Linked DNA regions of Mus musculus: region 1 is linked to region 2. Evidence: chromatin contacts called from public HiChIP or PLAC-seq data. All regions are on one chromosome and are shown on one strand. Each heading gives the region's core, a stretch centred on a gene start, on an enhancer-like site or on the middle of the called end of the contact. The rest is flanking DNA. Distances are from core to core; before and after follow the strand shown.

Evidence for each region. HiChIP or PLAC-seq counts read pairs in DNA pulled down with a chosen protein or histone mark.
Region 1: a contact with region 2 is called in an H3K27ac HiChIP or PLAC-seq map of the HPC-7 cell line, with 7 times the contacts expected there. The contact joins two enhancer-like sites. A contact is called at or near these places in 1 of 15 datasets of contacts at CTCF or cohesin (embryonic stem cells), 4 of 484 Hi-C or Micro-C datasets (bone marrow-derived macrophages, embryonic stem cells, macrophages and 1 more), 7 of 115 datasets of contacts at active chromatin or transcription factors (the HPC-7 cell line, the SCID.adh cell line, embryonic stem cells and 1 more) and 3 of 9 other capture datasets (adipose tissue, embryonic stem cells and liver).

What each region holds. Positions count from the first base shown.
Region 1 is chr1:86,184,307-86,188,145 of GRCm38.p6, reverse strand. It overlaps Armc9 (armadillo repeat containing 9), which reads right to left. Exons shown (of 25, transcript NM_030184.2): 10 at 2,007-2,041. Among named protein-coding and RNA genes, the nearest start is that of Armc9, 31 kb to the right of the region's middle. Within about 2 kb of position 1,310, at least 42 of the 459 cell types and tissues checked have an H3K27ac peak or open chromatin away from gene starts, as enhancers often do. A contact at or near this core is called in the HPC-7 cell line, where this site is marked.
Region 2 is chr1:86,262,134-86,266,449 of GRCm38.p6, reverse strand. It overlaps Armc9 (armadillo repeat containing 9), which reads right to left. Exons shown (of 25, transcript NM_030184.2): 23 at 4,285-4,316. Among named protein-coding and RNA genes, the nearest start is that of Gm46098, 7.5 kb to the right of the region's middle. Within about 2 kb of position 2,684, at least 84 of the 459 cell types and tissues checked have an H3K27ac peak or open chromatin away from gene starts, as enhancers often do. A contact at or near this core is called in the HPC-7 cell line, where this site is marked.

The sequences.
Region 1 (3,839 bases), core at 61-2,560, 77 kb after region 2:
TTTTCTGGAAGTGCCTTGACCTTGAAGAAATCATTGTAGAAATCAGTGATTGTTTTCTGTTGTCTATGGACTTATTGTTCTGAAGGAGCTTTTCAGTCTTTGCATGACCTTGGTCAGGGGACACTCCTGGCACACCTGGAAGGTCTTCTATTGTTACGCACTGCAAACACTACACAATGGGACTAAAGTTGCAGAGGCCCGAGGTTTTCCTTCAGGAAAAACAGATTAGATTAGGGACTCTGGGATGAGGAACTTGTTTTACACCCCCCCCCAACAGCTTTTGTTTAACAATAAAAATATCTTTGCATGGCTGATCAAGGTTCCATTCCTGCTGCCTTAGAGTCTGAATTACATTCTGTAGTACCCCCCTTTCTTTGATTGACCCACATTACAAAGAATACTGACAGGACCCAATACCCTCTTCTGGCCTCTGCAAGCCATGCATGTGGTGTATACACAGGTAAACTGGAACACATACATACACAAAAATAAATGCATTCCAGAGAGAATTCTTAAGCAGCTTTTTACATCTCATGTTTATTATAACAAGCTGGGTATGGCAGCTAACTTGGAGGCTGAGACAGGAGTCTTACTACAAGTTCAAGGCTAGCCTGGACTAAATTGTAAATTTTAGGCCAGCCTGGGCCATACAATAAAAAAGTACTAATTTTAAAAATGTAAAGTGTAAATGAGTCCTTGTTCTCCAGAGGAATACTGCAATTGCAAAGCCCCGTTTGGCTCTGTTCCACAACTGGGGCTTCCTCCAGGGGGAAGGGATGAGTACCCACAAGGAGTATTACCACGGGGCCCAGTATTCGTCCACTGATCAAGGAATTGGGTCATGCCTCCTCCCCTGTCCTCTTAACACCCTCCACAAACCCACCCCTTGTTTTCTGCAGGTGACCCTGCCCTTACGTCACTAAAAATGCTAGCCAACACCCTGAGTGCTTACACCCACTGTCCAGCAGTGTAACATACAGTCCCCACAGCATACTCATCGTCTTCCTCACAACAAGCCTGCAGTAGTTACTCCACTCGTCTTGTTTCACGATAAAGAAGCGGAGGTACAGTGGCACAGGAAGTGTCCAACCTCAACAGCTGGCTGTAGAGGTGGGATTTTTAACCAGGCTAGCGTGTTTATGAATCACACAATACTGCCACTAAGTGGCAAGACCATGGGAGACTCAGGAAGGGGGCAAGCAGGTTGTGACTGCCTCTGCTTGAGTCATCTCACTGATGACTGGTGAGTATGCTCGCTGGCTTAGAGGTTAGCCAGAACCTACTCTAGTGCTTAAGCCAGAGCATTAACCATGGTCAGGCTCCCACTTCCTCACGACTGCAACACAGCTGGTGAGGTATGCATGTTACACACCTCTGTGGTGACAGCCTAACTCATCTCAACAGGGAAGCTGGGGATAGGCAAAGCTATCCTGAGGATGTGGTCTCAGTGTAGGCCAGCAGAAGATACGGGACTTAAAACACTTCAATGTCTGCTGACAGTGGAATGACAGATAGAATTCATTTCTAGAGAATACCACAGGAATAAGCCAACAGTTTTTTGTTCTTGTTTTTTGTGGGTTTTTTGTTTATTTGTTTTTGCTATTTCATGCCACCCTACAAGAATCGGTGTTAAAAGATAATTCTGGTTCAGCACAATTGATAATCATTGGTATTTCCTTTCATGTTCACATGTAGTGAAATGTTTAGTAAACCTATTTTGAATTCCAGTTTTACATAGAGATACAAGGAGGGAACTGGAGAGATGGCTCCTTTGGCCACTCTTCCAGGAGACCTGGGTTTGGTTCCCAGTCCCCACATGGTATCTCCCAACCATCTGTAACACCAGTTCCAGGGGATCTAATGCCTTCTCCTGGCCTCTGCAGGCACAAGACATGCAGGTTATGTACAGACAGACAGACAGACAGACAGGCAAAACACTCATGCACATAGAAGTAAACACAACTTTAGAACACAATTAATGAAAACTCCGAAAAATGATTACTTACTCAGGTGCCAAGGAGGCTCGCAACATGGTTGAGGCCTGGGGGGTAGGGTAGGGGAGGAACAAACAGACTGAGTTAAACGCTGACAGCCGAGCATCAGCCCAAGCCCTCTAACTGCACTTAAGTAGCCATTTGCAATGTGGTCAGTGTCCTCCAAAGGCATATATGATTTTAAAGTTACTACTTGGAATGAATGCACCACTAGGCCTGTGTCAGTCAGCTGTCCTTGGTCTATTGAGACTCTTAGTCAAACTCAATGCAAACCACTGGGATCCCCTAGCCACACCTAGCCAGCAAACCTTAGACACCATGAAGAAGAAAAGCGGTTTGGATTTTTACATTCTTTTTTCCTAGTAAAATATTTCTCTTTAAGTACAAGGTAATGCCATTTTGTACCAAGCCAAACATGCCATTCCACAGGTGTTTAAAGAAAAAAATCGCACGATTCCCTTTCCTCTCATCTGCGCAGGCTGGCTTGTCACCTCCTTTACAGACAGGCACCCTGCCTCACGTGACCTGTGTGGTGGGTGTGTGTGTCCTCATGTTTTGTCACTGCGAGCACTGCCGAGTTAAATAGGAGGAATACAGAGGAATAATCAAACTACACGAGGCACTTGTCTGACAACATACACCAAATGTGAAAGAAATTGAAAATGGATTGGACTGGTATTGGGGATTCCTACTAATTCTATTTGCTTGTGTGTTTTGTTTATTTCTATCTGTTAGGTGTGGACGTTTTATTTATGGCTGAGGCTGTTTGAAACTACCTTAAAAGGACAAGGGGAGAAAACTTAAGCAGAGGAAAGAAAGGAGACACGCCTATTGAGTGTCACCAATTCCTGCCAGTGAGGGACACAGAGGAACTCTCTCCTTTGGGAGTTTCTGAAAATATGTCATTCTCATGTCCCAACACTGGGCATCAAGAGACACCCAATCATCCTGAGGCTGTTGCACGAGTTCCTCTAAAGCCCACAGACACTGAGGAAGTGGTCTTGCCAATGACCCTGGTTCTGACAGCTTCCCTCAGCCAAGTTTATAGCCCACCGATCCCAGATTTGAGCTCCGTTTCTTTTTTGTTTGTCCCTCCCTACCCCATCCCACCCCTTAGACAGGGCATCTTTATGTAATCCTGGCTGTCCTGGTCACTCTGTAGACCAGGTTGGCCTCAAACTTGGAGATCTACCTGCCTCTGCCTCCTGAGAGCTTGGATCAAAGACGTGCACCCCCATGGCCCGGCCACATCTCACTTTTTCTTTTTAAAGATTTATTTATTCTTATATCTAAGTACACTGCAGCTCTGTAGCTGTCTTCAGATGCACCAGAAGAGGGCATTAGATCTCATTACAGATGGTTGTGAGCCACCATGTGGTTGCTGGGATTTGAACTCAGGACCTTCGGAAGAGCAGTCGGTGCTCCTAACCACTGAGCCATCTCTCCAGTCCCACATCTCACTTCTAAATGCCTCATGACTGACTATAATAGTTTTTGCAGTGCTGGGATCTGAACCCAGGTCCTTGCAAGTGCTAGGTCAGCAGTCTACTACACAGCTATACTCTTAGCAGTTTTAATCCTTTGGTGTTTTGACTAAATAAATGACTTATTTTTATTAATAACTAACCGAGCCATTTGGAAACAGGTCTGAGATGCCATCTAGAGAAAACTCACCCAACAACTCATCCCACACATTAAAGACAGCAAGAAGCCAGGCATGGTGGCATACGACTTTAATCCCAGCACTCGGGAGACAGAGGCAGGGGGATTTCTGAGTTTGAGGCCAACCTGGTCTACAAAGTGAGTTCCAGGACAGCCAGGGCTATACAGAGAAACCCTGTCTCA
Region 2 (4,316 bases), core at 1,435-3,934:
TCCAGCCCTATGCCTGGCTCTCTTGGTGTTCCTGTCTCTGCCTCCTAAGTACTGGGATGACCAGCCGCGCTATTTGCAAAGCATAAATGGTTCCATCCTGCTTCAAACGGCTCTTAATTTTTTTCTTTTCTTTTCTTTCTTTCTTTCTTTCTTTCTTTCTTTCTTTCTTTCTTTCTTTCTTTCTTCCTTCCTTCCTTCCTCCCTCCCTCCCTCCCTCCCTCCCTCCCTCCCTCCCTCTCCCTCTCTCTCTCTCTCTCTCTCTCTCTCTCTCTCTCTCTCTCTCTCTCTCTCTCTCTCTCTTTCTTTCTTTCTTTCTTTCTTTCTTTCTTTCTTTCTTTCTTTTTTTGGTTTTTCGAGACAGGGTTTCTCTGTATAGCCCTGGCTGTCCTGGAACTCACTTTGTAGACCAGACTGGCCTTGAACTCAGAAATCCGCCTGCCTCTGCCTCCCAAGTGCTGGGATTAAAGGCGTGCATCGCCACGCCCAGCTCTAATTTTTTTCTTAAGAATAAACCAGATGTGGGTGCTTTGCACATCTCTATCCCAGCCCTTGGGAGACTGAAGCATCAGAATTCTCGATATCAAAGCTAGCCTGGGCTACATAGTAAGATCTTAGGTAGTCAGGGCTACACAGTAAGGCCCCATCTCAAAAAACTAAACAGGGGGCTAGGAGCTTATCAGGGGAAGTGCCTATTATTTAAGTGTGACTGGAGTTTGAATCCCTAGGAGCCACATAAACATAAATGCCAGGTAGTCATGGTGACCCACCCGCAACCAAGCTTTGTATGCAGGAGACAGAGATGGAAATCCCTGAAGTGAACCAGCTGGCTAGACCACCTGAATGGAAGAGCTCTGGGCTCAACTGAGACCCTGAATCAGCATATAAAGTAGAAACCAAGCAAGGAGGCCAGCTGATATTAACTTCATGGCCCACAGGGGCAAGCATGCATACAAGAATAAGGCCCTGACCCCTTTCCAAAAATAAAAAATATATATATAAAAATAAAGAATCAAGTTCCACTTAACTATAAAGCCAGTTTTCAAAAATTTAAAATTTTGCAGCATTTTGGATTTCCGACTTTTAGATTAGGGATGTTTAAGCTATATTTATAAAACACTCATTTCCTGTCTTGAACTCTGCATCTGCAGAATCCCCCCTCCCACTCAGCTACTGTTACTTCCTCACATGTCAACCCGTGGTGGCAGGTCTAAAGGTGATGGGAAGGCGAGAGGCAATCAAGGAGATCTTCTTAGGTACAGCCAGCCAGGAAGCAGCCAGTAAACAATCCAAGGAACAAGCAAGCCCCCTTTGTTGGGACTGGGTGTTAATTGGGGTGATACCTCTGCCCAGTGCATTCCTCATGCTTACTCTATCTTTTAAAACATTTCATTTATTTTGTGTGTATGTGTGTAGGTGTGAAAGCCAGTGTGTGGAGACATTCACTCCTACCATGTGGGTCTGGGGGATGGAACTCAGGTTGGGCAGCAGGTGCCTATACTCAGGGACCCATCTTATCGGTTCCATTTTTGAACTTTGGAGCAGGTTCTTGCTATGTAGCCCAGGTTGGCCTTGAACTTGCAGCCTGGTATAATAAATGTATTTTATATTTTAAAGTCATCAATGTTTCTTCAGTGACTTAAGGCTGGGAATTTGAAGGAGCTTGTAGAAAGAAGATGGGCCTGGTGAGATGCCTCAGCAGGGAAAGATGCTTGTTGCTCAAGATTGGTGACCTGAGTTCAATTCCCAGAAACTACACAACAGGAGAAGGCAAGAACCAACTCCGCAAAGTTGTCCTTTGACTTTCATACGTGTAGTATGCCTGACACACGTCCTAACCCCACGTTATGCACATATACAAGCAAATTATGTAGTTTAATTTTTTTTCCTTAGGAAAAAAGGAAAGTTTTTCTATGGAAGAGGAAGAGACAGTGGAAGAAGGGACAGTAAGCTTTGAACTTTATTTCTGGCTCCTCCCAAAGCAATATGTTAGCAAGTCTAGGTCTTGGAAAGTACTGGGAAGGAGCCTGTGTGGCAACTGTGTCCAGATGCTCCCAGCCCATTTGGGCCAGTGGAGCAGCATCAGCATCCAGTGTCTCCAGAGCTGTGGCTTCCTGGACACCCCCCCCCCTTCTGGGGTGAGGTACTGTCCCTATCCCAAAGACAGAGACAAATGCTCTCTGCCAGCCCTGCTTTCCTGTCTCCTATGTACTCATCCAAAAAATGCCTTCTGACAGCCAGGAATGGGGACACAGTGGCAGCCACCCATCTGAGCTATCTCTGAGGATGGTGGCAGTCAGCTGTGGCCATCTGACAGCACATCTGGCCCCTTGACACTGGAAGAAGGACTGTAGCTGCCCTAAGCCTGTGGTCAGGGGTGTGACCTGTCTTTGTGGTTAGGTAGGAGGGAAGGGTGCTTTGTTGAGATCCACAAGGGGGTTGAGCTGAGAGGCCGGGCCAGCAAAGAAGGGGTTGGGAGGGAAATAATATTCCTGGAATGGTCAGAGGGGAGGGGAAGAAGGGACAGTGTTCACTTCCCTCTTCCCACCCTATCCTCTCTTGTATAGAACCCCCCACATCTAGAAAGAGCTGAATTCTGTGACTCGCATAATGAGGGCAACTCCATGGGGCATCTGTGCCCAGCGGAAGCTCAGAGGCCAGCTGGGTGTAGTGAGGGCGTTTCCAGGAGAGACTTGTGGAGGCCCGCCACTGTGAGAATGGCTATTTTAGGGGAAAGGGCTGTCCTGAGTGGTAAGCTTCGGAAATGAGTTCTGCATTTACAGGAAGAAAGAGGCCCCAGCACAGGAAGGGCAAATTTGGCCTAGTGCGTGAGCAAGGACTGTCCCCCTAAGACTGGGACTGTCCCCCTATGTTCCTTAATTTTGATCCTACCCTCACTATAGGAAACCCAGAGCCAAGGAGGCTCTGAGCTGGTGGACAAGCTCCTCTAAGAGCAGGCAGGAGGGCCATGGCAGACTGGCCAGAGAGGTAGAGCCATGCACTGCAGACACCACAAGAGAGGCGCTTCTGTTTACCCAAGATGCCACTGGAGGTAGGGGGTCCTGCAGACACTAGGGTGCTCATTGAAGGCGTGGATGGCAGCACCTCCTAGTCTATTAGGACGGCCCATGAGGCCTCAGCCTCATTCCTCCAGTGGAGTTTGAGAGCCCATGCTCACCCAACACACTAGCTTTATTTCAGAGCTAGAGACTGAATGCCCCCTCTTGAAGTTGCTCTGTCTGTAGGTTATGTGTGGTCAGGAGGTCTGGAGGGCAGGAAAGGGACAAGGTAGATCCATCCCTGAGGTTTCCTCAGGTCTGAAGTGGCTTGCAAGGCCTTCAGAGGGGTGCTTTGAGGTTGTGAAAGGCAGCAGCAATAGAGGAACGAAACAACTTCTTTGGTTTTACTCCAGGGTCCAGCTTCTGTCTGTGGCCTCTGACCTTATTTCTGAACCGTTTGCTAACGTCATTTTTGATCTCTCTCCAATCTATCTCACCTGTAAGAGCCTGCTGCACCCCGAAACACTCCCAGCGACTTTCCTTTCCTTCCTTTCTCCCTCCCTCCCTTTTTTCCTCTCTCCCTCCTTCCCCTCCCCTTTCCTTTATCCTGACCACATCTTTTTATGTGGCCCAGGTTGGCATCAAACTCCTGATCCTCCTGCCTCAGCTTCCTGTGGGCTCCAATTATAGGTGTTCACCATTAGGTTTGGCGTCTTAGCAATTCTTAAAACCATGTCCTCAGCGGCAGGTAGAGCTCTGTGGGCATGAGTCATGGTCAGGCTGGCCAAGGGTACACAGTTAGAGCCTGTTTAAAAAATCAAATCTAACCAAACCAAGCCAAACTCAAATCCAAACCAAACCCAGACCAAAACCAAAACCAACAGCATGAACATCTTTTTCTGGGTTGACAATGCTGGCTCTCAGATAGGAGGTCCTGACTGTCCCTGATCTCTGACACATTGACGGGTCATCAGATATTCCCACTGGGCATATTTACCTTGTGTCAGACCCCAGAGGAGCCTCTTTCACTTCTGTTAACATACACGAGCCCTCAATTCTAAGATTCCACGTATCAGCACTTGGGAGGCACAGGCAGGCAGATCTCTGTAAGTTTGAGGCCAGCCTGGTCTACAGAGTAAGTGCTGGGATATCCAGAGCTACACAAAGAAATCCCGTCTCTAAAAACATTTGAAGGAAAAAAAAAAAAAAGGTACCGTATATCCAGCCTGTGGGGGTTGATCCTGGGGGCCTGATGTCTAAAAGGAATACCAGGCTCATGACATCCTACCTGGTGATGTGTCCACTGCTTGGGTCCTGGGT